Regions from separate parts of the Mus musculus genome. Here region 1 is linked to region 2. The links are chromatin contacts, called in public HiChIP or PLAC-seq maps. All regions are on one chromosome and are shown on one strand. Each heading gives the region's core, a stretch centred on a gene start, on an enhancer-like site or on the middle of the called end of the contact. The rest is flanking DNA. Distances are from core to core; before and after follow the strand shown. Region 1 overlaps Fam126a (family with sequence similarity 126, member A). Region 2 has its middle 21 kb from the start of Gm42228.

Region 1 (5,489 bases), core at 2,900-5,399, 130 kb before region 2:
TTTCTTAGGGAAGAGCACATCAATTGGCTGTCCAGTGTGAAAATGTGAACCCAGAAAACATACATACAAGTAACATTATACAGACTAAGCAGGTTATATTTAAGAATCTATCTATCTATCTATCTATCTATCTATCTATCTATCTATCTATCTATCTATCTATCTATCCATCTATCCATCCATGCATTCAGTAACTAATGAAAGAAGAGTCCATGAATTTGAAGAAGGAAAGGGATATAGGGGAGAGTCTGGAGGAAGGAAAGTAAAAGAAATTCTGGAATTATAATTTCAAAATTTTTCAAAAGTTAAAAATAATCACCTTGAAAGGATTTTTTTTTATTTTTGACCATGTATACATTTGGTTTCTTCAAAGCTTTACTTAAGCTGCAATTGACAAATACAGTTTGTGTATGTTGTACTCCAGAGGTAAAGGCAGCTGGATTATGAGTTTGAGGCCAGTCTAGACCAGACCCTGTCTCAAAAAAAAGATGTGCATGTTTATTATTATACTATGTTTCTGATTTTTGTTTGTTTGTTTGTTTGTTTCCTATTTTTGAGAAAAAGTCTTGCTATGTAACCCAGACTTACTTTAAATTCTCTATGCAACCCAGGCTGGCCTTGAATTTTCCTATCTCATCCTCCCAAGTGCTGGTACTACAGGGTTGACCAATATATTTTGACATGTCCACATTGTAAAGTGATGAAATCAAACAGATTAAGACTTGCACCACTTCACATACTTGTTTTTGTATGTGTGGTGAGAACCTTTCATACCTGCTCTCTTGACAGTTTTCATGTATGCCGAGTGGAAAGATGGAATGCACTCTCCTTGTCCAGCATCCTCATTGGTCATTTCCATGCTACTCTGTTTCTGATCTTCAGGTTGGCTTATTTCTTAACATAGTATCCTCCAGGCACTGGGTTGACTTTGTAATATAAAACTATTATGGGTTCTGAGTGTTGTCATGCACACTGTAATCTCAGCACTTGGGAAACTTAGGCAAGAGAATGGCTAAGAGTTTGATGTCAGTCTGTGTTACATAATGAGTTTAAATCCAGTCTGAGCTACATAGCAAGACACTGTCTTAGAAATAAACAGCAAGGGAAAAAAGCTTATAGAAGGAAGTGTCCTTTGGGTTTATGGTCTCAGACATATAGGACTCTTATCACAGTCATGGTAGGAAACATGGCAGCGGCCAGTCAATGGTGCTGGAGCAATAGCTGACAGCTCACATCTCAATCCACAAACAAGAGTAGAAAGTTAACTTAAAATGGCAGGAGTCTTCCTTCCTCAGAGCCATGCCTCTTAGTTCTCCCCAAACAGCCATGAACTGGAGACCAAGTGTTCAAATGCCAGAGATTTATGGGGAACATCTTATTCAAACTCACACTGGTATTATCAGTCTTTCATTCTAGCTATATTTGGGGTGTGTGTGTGTATGTGTGTGTGTGTGAGAGAGGGGGGGAGGGAGAGAGAGGGATAGAGAGAGACTTCCTTGATGACTAGCAAAGTTGAATACTCCTTTCTCATTTGTTAAGTTTCTGCCTGGTTAAGTGGTGGTCTTTTTTTCCTATTGGGTTTTCTGCTTTTTTCTTAAATTGGTCTTTATTATATTCTGATATGGGACTTTCAGTTGCGTATGTACATTATGAGTTGAGTTGAAAATAATTTCTTCTACTCTATAATGTTGCCTGAGCCTTTTAGTGGTATCTTTTGAGGAATAAATAATTCGTTTGTTTGTTTGAGACAGGGTTTCTCTGTGTAGCCCTGGCTATTCTGAACTCACCCTGTACACCAGGCTGGCATCAAGCCTTGAGATCTACCTGCCTCTGCCTCCCAAGTGCTGGGATTAAAGGCTTGCCACCACTGCTCAATTAGAATAAAAAATTGTTACATTTAGTGATATGCAATGTATTCTTCTCTCACCTATGATAGTCCTTTGTGCCTTTGATTTAGGAGATCTATCCCTATTCCAACATTATAAAGGTCCTTTCTTACTTTTGTTGTTGTTAGATCTATAGTTCAACTAGAAATGGGCTCTGCATGTAATGTGATCTAGGCCATCATGGCTAGCTGTGACTGGCTTTCTCCCTCCCTCCCTCCCTCCCTCCCTCCCTCCCTCCCTCCCTCCCTCCCTCCCTCCCTCCCTTTCTTTCCTTCTTCTGCCCACTCAGCTGTCCAGTTGGCCTAGCCACATTTATTTTAGAGATTGTCCTTCCCTCACAGAATTGAGACCATGTATTCTGTGGTCCTCATGTGTTCTGTGATATTCACAAATGGCCGTGTATTTGTAGGTCTGCTTCTGTTAGCATATTATTCTGTCCTCAGAGAACACTATGCTAATTTTGAGTTTGTTAGGTTCTACAGTAAATTCTGCTATCTGAAGTCCAGGTCTTCCAGCTCTGTTGTTTTCAAGGCCTTGACTATCCTGTACCTTTTGCACATCCTATTGATATCTTCTTAATAGCATCAAAATTGATCTTAATCTTAACTGCATTTCTTTTGAATTTTCATGAAAATCTTACCATCCCTATTATTTGCAATGCTATATTGAGGCCAATTCCTGATACCTTTTTATTATTTATTAAGCAGTAGAATATAAAAAGAAAACATCTGTATCTACATATCCTCTGTTTCACAAATAAATACAAAAGGCTATATAATGGATATATAATGTCAGTAGGTAGAGGTGGGAAGAAAATGAGTAAGAATGTAAAGTAGCTTAAAGCCTATGATTACAGCACTGCTGAAACAGGAAGGTTGTACATCTGAGGGCAGCCAGTCTATAGAGTATAACCCTCTCTGAGAAATAACCAGCCAACTGGCCAACTGGCCAACCAGCCAACCAGCCAACCAGCCAACCAACTAGCCAACCATCCAGCCTACCAACCAGCCAACCAACCAGCCAGCTAACCAGCCAGCCAACCAGCCAGCCAGCCACCCACCTAAGGCAAAACAAAACCAAAACAGCCCAGCAACAACATGAAAGGGTGTAGTTAACTAAAGCAAAGGATAAAGTTAATGGAGACTTGCCTTTTTGGTAGACAGAGCAGAAACTTTGCTATCAACTTTATTAGAGTCAAAAGAGAATTTTCCCCAGTCTTGACATTTGAAGATGTGATTCCCCCTCGCCCCCTGTTGACTTTTAAAGGCAGTATCTGATCTAGCAGTGCTTTGGGTAATATTTGAACATAATTCCAAACCCGCTTATCTAGACAGTTCTATAAAATACAAGGCACAGTACAAATGTGTGTTTTTCTGATACTCTTGACTTGATAATGGGCTTCTTTTTATTAAAAGATAAGCTATGCATCACTCAAGTCACCATGGATTAATTTATTTGTTGGCAAGAACATGTATTTTTCCTTTAGGGTTGTCTATAGACTTTGAAAGACAGTGGGACCCAGGTTATGCGAGTTTGTGGTGTTCTTTATTACTGAGTAAGAACACTATTGCCAGGCTCCATAATAAGTGTTTTTAGTTGCAGAATAAAATTTAATCCAAGAAACAGTGCCTTGCAATAGGATGTGTAGTTAACAAATCTTTTGAAGTCTTTTTCACAAGTTTAAGATGATCATGTTTGAAATTATACAATCAAAAGTAAAGAATGTTTGAATATTTTACAACTGGCATTTCTGAAAGCTGAATGAAAATTGTAGAGGCAGTTTTATTATTTTATGTTATTTACACTTTTGTTAGAATTTTGCGTTAAGGTTTGCCTATGGGCATTGCAACTAATTTCCCAAGTAAGGAGTAACTAGCTGCAGGAACAACTCTGTACAAAGTATTAAGACTGAAATAAAATTAATTCAAATATTTCATACTTTTCTGTGTTCATTTTCAGGTTGAAGGTTTGAAACAAATGTGGAAAGATGTTCACCTCAGAGATAGGAGTTGTGGAAGAATGGCTGTCAGAATTTAAGGTAATAACAACTCTTCTAATACAGAAATTTTATCCTAAACAAATTTTGTCTGGGTTTAAATTCTAATGGTGTTTTTATATTTTATATGCCCCACATGCTAAATCATCTGTGGGGAAAGAATATTATACTGTGTCGCAGTAGGGAGCACTTATTGCATAGTAATCTTTTGTGGACGATTAATTCCTTTTTCCCAAGTGACTCAAAGAGCTTATTCATCTGTTTATTCTCTTCCTTCCATGTGACATTACCATGGCCATGAATGTTGATGTCACCCTAGTGGCCATCAGTGACCCATTGTCAGAAATGAAGGGAAGTAGTGGAACTGGACATGGTTGACAGATAGTAGAAGGCAGCAAGGTATTTCCTTAATCTTCACCAAGAGGTCTTTTTCTAGAAGGCTGACCTAGGAGCTGTGAGAGTAGAGTTAATCTTTGACTCATTGGTGAAGAAAATAAGATTAGCTTTGTGGTCTCATGAACTCTTCTCTATGGTAGCTAAACTGTCTTCCTTAAACCAGCTGGCTTTTTTCTCCTGTCCTCGTGGGGCACTTCATAATCCTAAAGCACAGACATGAAGAGATTGGGCAGCAAATGTCCTGTGGATTTTATCTGGACTAATGAGCCCAGACATCAGGGACAGATTTACAATCCAATAGCACTAAGTTTCCTGGCTTTCTGCAGGGAAGGAGATGATTGCCCAACAACAGTGACATCACCAAACAAAGGAAAAGATAAAATTTGGATAGCATTTGGAGAAGAGGCATTTTAGGTGAAATTTAAATAAAGCCATATTTTGATAGTTTCATACCAAAGCAGGACTGTGTGTAATGTAATGAGTTTTACATCTAGTCTGGACTTGCAAGTGGACTCAGGATCCTGCTGTCTTGGTCTGAAGCCTTCATCTGTGATGGAAACCAAGGCTTCTCCTCCTCGGCAGTGATTTAAACTCTGGACAGGAGGGGCATGTGTCGTTCTTACTGATACACGTTCAGATGACAAAGTCTGTGATTTCAGACAGGGATTCTCAGTACGTAAGAGTACAGTAGTAGTCACTCAGAGGAGTTGTTCCTATACTCCAGGTGCTAAGCAACCATGGGAGAAGCTGTGAATCCGGTTAACTGCTGGCTTTATCTGCAGCTTTTGTCTAGTCCTCGTGAACACCAGATAGGCTTTGTTACTTTCTTAGAATCTATTGCCACCAACTGAGTGTGCTTCTTTGGACTTCTCAATTCACCACGAAGCAGTGTGGAATGTAGAAAAGTACACTATTTGACACTTTTTGCAAATTTTAATATTTGGATTAAATATAATATGTACATCCCTCTTGTCAAATTTGTAATGGTCATTCAAGGAGTTTTTAAGCTTCTCCTCTTCTTCAAAGGTGTTTATATGTTTTGCGTACATTGTCATGATTTCGGAGTGAGGGCCAGTTGATGGAACTTTTCTGCTTTAACTGTTGAGTACCATTTTTTTTTTTTTGTAGACCATTCTTATGTCAAAGGTGGAAAAGCCAACATAGCCAGTTACTGATTCCTTAAGAATCACTTAAGGGGAGTGTGCAGAGAA
Region 2 (5,527 bases), core at 1,277-3,776:
TGGGACTGCTGATGGAAATGATGAACCTGGTGGGCACAAACATGAAGTCAGACATAATGGCTCTGCATTAGATGGTGACGTAACTGTGATCTGCCTCTTAAAGCCAATATCAATACCTGGCCCTGGGGTTTCCGTTTGCAGTTGCTCGTGACTCAGTCTTCACTCACAACTTCTGGCAAGTGGTCCTCAAGCTGGTGTTTGCCTACAGGAGGGAGATGGAGCGACTCTGACATGGCTGCCTCAGCAGGACCTGTGTCTCTTCTCTCACTCCTGTGCAATAAGAGTTCATGCTATCAACACAGCCAGGTATCTGTCAAGAGGTGCTCTCTACCTAATTGCCTCACCATCCCCTTTTGTCTGCCCTCCAGGCCTCTAATTTCTGAATTGGATCCCAAATCCCGCAGAGGATGAGGCAGTGGAACAGCAGACTCATCCGCAAGGTACGAATTAGCATTGCATCTGGTCTGACGGGGAGAGGAATAAAATGCGTTTGGCTTAGACTTAACACAGCGCCTTTTCCTCTCAAAGGTCACAGGCTCCCTTTACATGTTCCTCAAGCAGTCAGATAAATAAGCATGTTCTTCCCTGGGCCAGAGGTCTATTCTTGGCCTCCCTCCAGCCTCTTCTTCCCTCCCTTGGTAGGCGGCCTGCTATGCAATGGTGATTACCCTAGCAGCTATGGCAAAGCTGGCTGGCAGTGCTCTTACCATCACCATCCACAGGGACTGGATTGTGAGCCTCACAGGGGACAACACAGATCAGCTGTGGACAGTGCCACCCTCACCAGTGCAATGGGCAGAGGAATAGAGGTGACAAGCCATTAAGGGCTACAGGAAAAGCAATATTGTAGTCTGTAGAAGAAAGGGATTTGGAGCCAAACAGGTCTAGAATTGAATTCAGCTGAAACCTGATATCTTTTACCAGCTTCATGTCCTGGGGCAGTGGGCTTAACCTCTTGGAACTCAACTTTCCTCATCTGTAGCATGGGGCAAATACACAGGCATGCATGCTGGCACATGTGTCCATCTACACACTCACTCTCAGCTCACTTTGGGAAAGGAAGGATTTCGTGAAATCCAGTTTTTTAAAGTTCCGCATAGAAGGAATGCCCAAGAAATGACCACCTCTGCTGTCCCCTAATACACAGGTAGACCGTGGTTCTGGAGGGAAGATTTTCATTTACCGACATTCTGGAGCCGTTTTAGGCCCAGACAAGCGAATGAAAAGATTTCTAAATTCTTGCCAGTGATAACTTCCTACATTCTCCACAAAATATTACCCTCCAGCGTGACCTTTGATTATTGCTGATGGTGGTGGTAGAAATTAGCGTTCTAATAAAGCGGTGAGTGCAGCAGGATGCTCTGACAGTGGGATGATCTGACAGCTTGTCTTTTGCCTCCATTTACAAAGCGTGCATGGCTCCTGATGCAATGTGTTCTAATTGCCAACTTAGAGCTGAACACTTCAGGCTACCCTATACTTGAGCAGTTGTAGTGCCTGTGAGTTGATGGCCAAGATAAAGGAAGCTATTAAGGAGTCTAAAATACTCGCCTTGCAGACTGGAACCCCTTATCATGCTTTCTATCTAAACAGTTCTTATTTAGATGTACTGCAGCTTCAACAACATCATCCAGAATAAGAAAAGCCGCATGAGACTTCAGTGTGTCCTCTGCTTGGGGTCAAGAAAACTTTCCTTCTCTCTGTTAACTTCTTTTAAAGGACTTCAGGGTAAATTTTTTGGCTCAAGTTTATTACAGGTTTGAAAATAAATTTGGGGATCTTTTCTTCAATGGTGGTAGAAGCCATAAGCTTTGGAGTCAGACGGCCTGGATTTTGAGGCTTGGCTCCATCATGTTCTTCCTCTGCAATCCTGAGAAAGCAGTTTCCCTCTGTGTGCCTCAGTTTTCTAGTTTGTAAAACGGAAGCACCATTAGCTTCTTAGAATTGTAAGAGTTAAATGAGATGAATGAGGTTGGTGACTATTCGCCTGACACAGTAAGAATTCTTCCCATTCACCTCTTCCCCCACCTCTCCTACCCCCCCCCATCTTCCTTCCCATGTCACTGTGCTGGCGACAAATCGGTGACCATCACTGTTATCAGCACTGCAAGGACTGTAGGTGACCTACTCTCTCTCTCTCACTTTACTAATCTGATCACTCACATCCACTACAGCTGCCTTTGCAGCTGTCACCCAGGTTGAAAGGGCCATTGCTAGTCTGCAGACAAACCTGCTGTCCACATCACTGACACTCAGGACAAGCCCAGGGAGCACACGGTGTCAAGGTCAGCAGAAAAGGCAGCATCCGTCCACTAAGTCTCAGTGTTTCCCCCTCCCCCTTGCAGAGAAGGACACAGCAGTGAGGCAGCTGGACCAGCCCATTGGCCCCTGTGACCTGAGCCAGGTGACAACACGGGCATCTCATGTGACTGGGTGTGGTTTCATTCTCAGATGGAACTTGGTTTCACTTCTTGTAGAGGTTCTATTTCTGTACAGGGTTTATCAACTAGTTCCCCTGTTGGCTGTAAAAACCCCAGCAGTGCACAGCGGGGTGCTTCCTAGAGAGGCAGCAAGCCTTCTTTGGAGGCTGCACACCCAAGGCAATGCAAACTCAGCGAGGTCTCTCATTTTGTTTACTCTTCCTATGTTGGTGTTTCGTTTATTATTTCCAGGCCATGTGTCTAACCACATCTTAATATTCTGTCTGCGAGTGTACATACAAACAGTGGGCTGCAGCTGAGTTCATATGGCTTGACCACATTTCAGGGGGCAGGCAGGGTAACTTGGTACAGTTAAATGGATTATTAAAACTTCAGGGACTCCATCTGAGAAGGGCAAGGGCAAGCAGCATGCCCATGGGACCTGCATAGCCTATCCTACCATCTTGGGAGACGAATTACTCCTTCCCATCTTGTAAATTCCTCCCCCAAAACCTCTAAAAACTTAAGAGAGGCAAATGTGTCAAGGAGGATGGGCCACTCTTTGGTCACGATAATAGAGTGGATCCCTGCAGCATTTGTTTCAAAATTATAAATTCCCTATGTATATGGGGAAGAACAGGGGTGGGAACGCTGCCAGTAGACATGACGTCATTCCCAAGTAAGAGCCATCTTCACCTATTGACAATGTTGCTCATCTCCCTGATTAATTCAGTTTCTTCTTATGGGCTTATGATTAGTATTCACTTTTCTCAATTTATTTTTCAGATAAAGACCACTAGATTAGCCGGGCAGTGGTGGCGCACACCTTTAATCCCAGCACTTGGGAGGCAGAGGCAGGTGGATTTCTGAGTTCGAGGCCAACCTGGTCTACAAAGTGAGTTCCAGGATAGCCAGGGCTATACAGAGAAACCCTGTCTTGAAAAGCCCAAAAAAAAAAAAAAAACAAACAACAACAACAAAACACTAGATCAACTTTATGAACAAGATGAAAGATCAATATGTAGAGGTGTGTATTCAGATGATAAATGGACAGAGGAATACATAAGTGGTAGCTCAATAGAAAGGGTATGCCCACTCCATGTTTTGCCTATGTGAACTTTCAAAGTTACTTTATTTCATATTCTCTGCCTCTCTGCAAAGTAAGAACAATTACAGAACTAATTTCATCAGGATACTGTGAGATTTCAGTAGGGTACTGTACACAAAGCCTGCTTTTATCCCCTCCCATACAATAAGACTGAAGCCAATGTTCTCTGTATTTCCACCATTGTTGTTTGGTTGTCATCTTTGTTTCTAGTAGCCTGGCAGTACATCCATTTGTATAATAAGCAGCTCCTACCTCTTGCCCCCTGTGCCTCACCTTCCTTCAGAGCTCTACTTGGCTCCTCAGGACTTTGCAGGACTTGTCTTCCCTGTGCTGAGTACCTCTGAAATAGTTGTGTATTTCTAATCCACCTCCACAAGCATCTAGTTTTTTAGAAAGAGTAACCAGTAAGTACCTGTGACGATTTCCAGGAGCTCACATTTTGAGCAAGTGGCAATTTGGTCTTCGTGCTTTCTGAACTAGCCCCTTCTCTTTCCCTTTCCTCTGTGCCTTAGCTTGGTTCTTTCCTGAGCCTATCTTAAGACAAGATTCTAGGGTGAAAATTAATCTGTTTGCAATGTGATCCAGACATCGAGGAAAAGAAAGGGAAGTGGGACAGGAAACGAGAGCAGGGTGGGGGAGATGTCGATAAAGGGAATGGCATGAATATGACTGTAGGGAGAGTGGGAAATCTTCAGGGACTGTATCATGTACTCAGGACTGTCTCACTGAAGGCCAGGAAGATACGGGTATTCGTCCAACAACTCCTGGAACTCATGAGTCAGATTTGTTCCCTAGGGTCTTACAATACCACTGACATTCCAGAACTGTAGCAAATCCCAGATCCCTGAGGAAGGAAAGATAGAGGTACACACACAAACCATTCAACATGGAAGCAGAGGAGTCTACCATGAACAACCGAGGGATATGGTTGAAGCTTATCTGGATTTTATTTTAGGTGAAACAGAGTTTGGGAAAGCTATGAATAGATTCATCCACAAATCCAGAACCCTGGAAAGACCAAAGGGACACAATTCCAGCCTTGAAGAACAGCAGGCCACAACCAAAGGGTTTCTCCACTGCCTGTAAGACACACATAGACTGCTCTACACACACTGGGAGGGATGGGAAGCGTACTGCCGACAGACTGTTGTCCTAGCTGGTAAGGTCTGGCTTTCCTCTACGTGACAGTTCTGGGGTTTGACTGCATTGCCATGGTATATGCTGACACCCAGGGCATTGGAAACTCCTTGCTTAGCATCCTCCAGCCCTTTCAGCTGTGTGGCCTAGTGGGAACAATTCCCTTTATCTGGCTTTGGAAGCATTATGGCTTGGTCACCAGAGGAATCACTGCCAGTTGGCTCCACGTAGGGAAACTGACACTCTATGTGTTTTGTGGTTTTGCTCTCCTTTTGATGCGGCTACCTTTTTCCTCCCATTAAACAAGAACTCCCCTTCAAACCATGAGTTGCTAAAAGATGACCAGGCACATGTTTATTACCTTTGGAAGGAACCTAAACTAACCCAAGTACAGTCCTGTTTGATGGCCAACAGGATCCTGAGCAGCCTGAGTCTTACATCTCTATTATCTTGCTCTTCTCAGGTGTGATCTTGGTGGGTCACATGGGGTATGGGGTTCTAGAGCCTGTGGTGTTGATAAGTGATCTTAGAAGCATTGGTCTCCCCACTGAACTACTGTATATATTTTCAGCACCATTCATAAAACAAAAACAAAAACAAAACAACAACAACAACAACAAAAAATTATGTTATGTGTGAAGACAGGCTTGAAGAATAAAAGCTTTAAGATTTGGGGAAATGGAGGCACCACAGTTATTTCCTGGAATGTCAGGAAGGTTTGTGCTGTAGACACCATCTACAGGAACACTGTTGGGGAACCCTAGGGGCTTTTTCCAGTCCCACACCCTCCTTATAGCTTTCCCCCTCCCACCTGGGGTCTAGGCTGGGCCAAGTTCCATTCTCCACCCATAAGAACATTCCT

Evidence for each region. HiChIP or PLAC-seq counts read pairs in DNA pulled down with a chosen protein or histone mark.
Region 1: a contact with region 2 is called in an H3K4me3 HiChIP or PLAC-seq map of bone marrow-derived macrophages, with 5 times the contacts expected there. The contact joins two enhancer-like sites. A contact is called at or near these places in 2 of 115 datasets of contacts at active chromatin or transcription factors (bone marrow-derived macrophages and fibro-adipogenic progenitors) and 3 of 9 other capture datasets (adipose tissue, liver and pancreatic islet).

Annotation. Positions count from the first base shown.
Region 1 is chr5:23,998,376-24,003,864 of GRCm38.p6, reverse strand. It overlaps Fam126a (family with sequence similarity 126, member A), which reads left to right. Exons shown (of 11, transcript NM_053090.3): 2 at 3,846-3,924. The coding sequence starts at 3,874. Among named protein-coding and RNA genes, the nearest start is that of Fam126a, 30 kb to the left of the region's middle. Within about 2 kb of position 4,149, at least 15 of the 459 cell types and tissues checked have an H3K27ac peak or open chromatin away from gene starts, as enhancers often do. A contact at or near this core is called in bone marrow-derived macrophages, where this site is marked.
Region 2 is chr5:23,871,565-23,877,091 of GRCm38.p6, reverse strand. It overlaps the pseudogene Gm9534. Among named protein-coding and RNA genes, the nearest start is that of Gm42228, 21 kb to the right of the region's middle. Within about 2 kb of position 2,526, at least 62 of the 459 cell types and tissues checked have an H3K27ac peak or open chromatin away from gene starts, as enhancers often do. A contact at or near this core is called in bone marrow-derived macrophages, where this site is marked.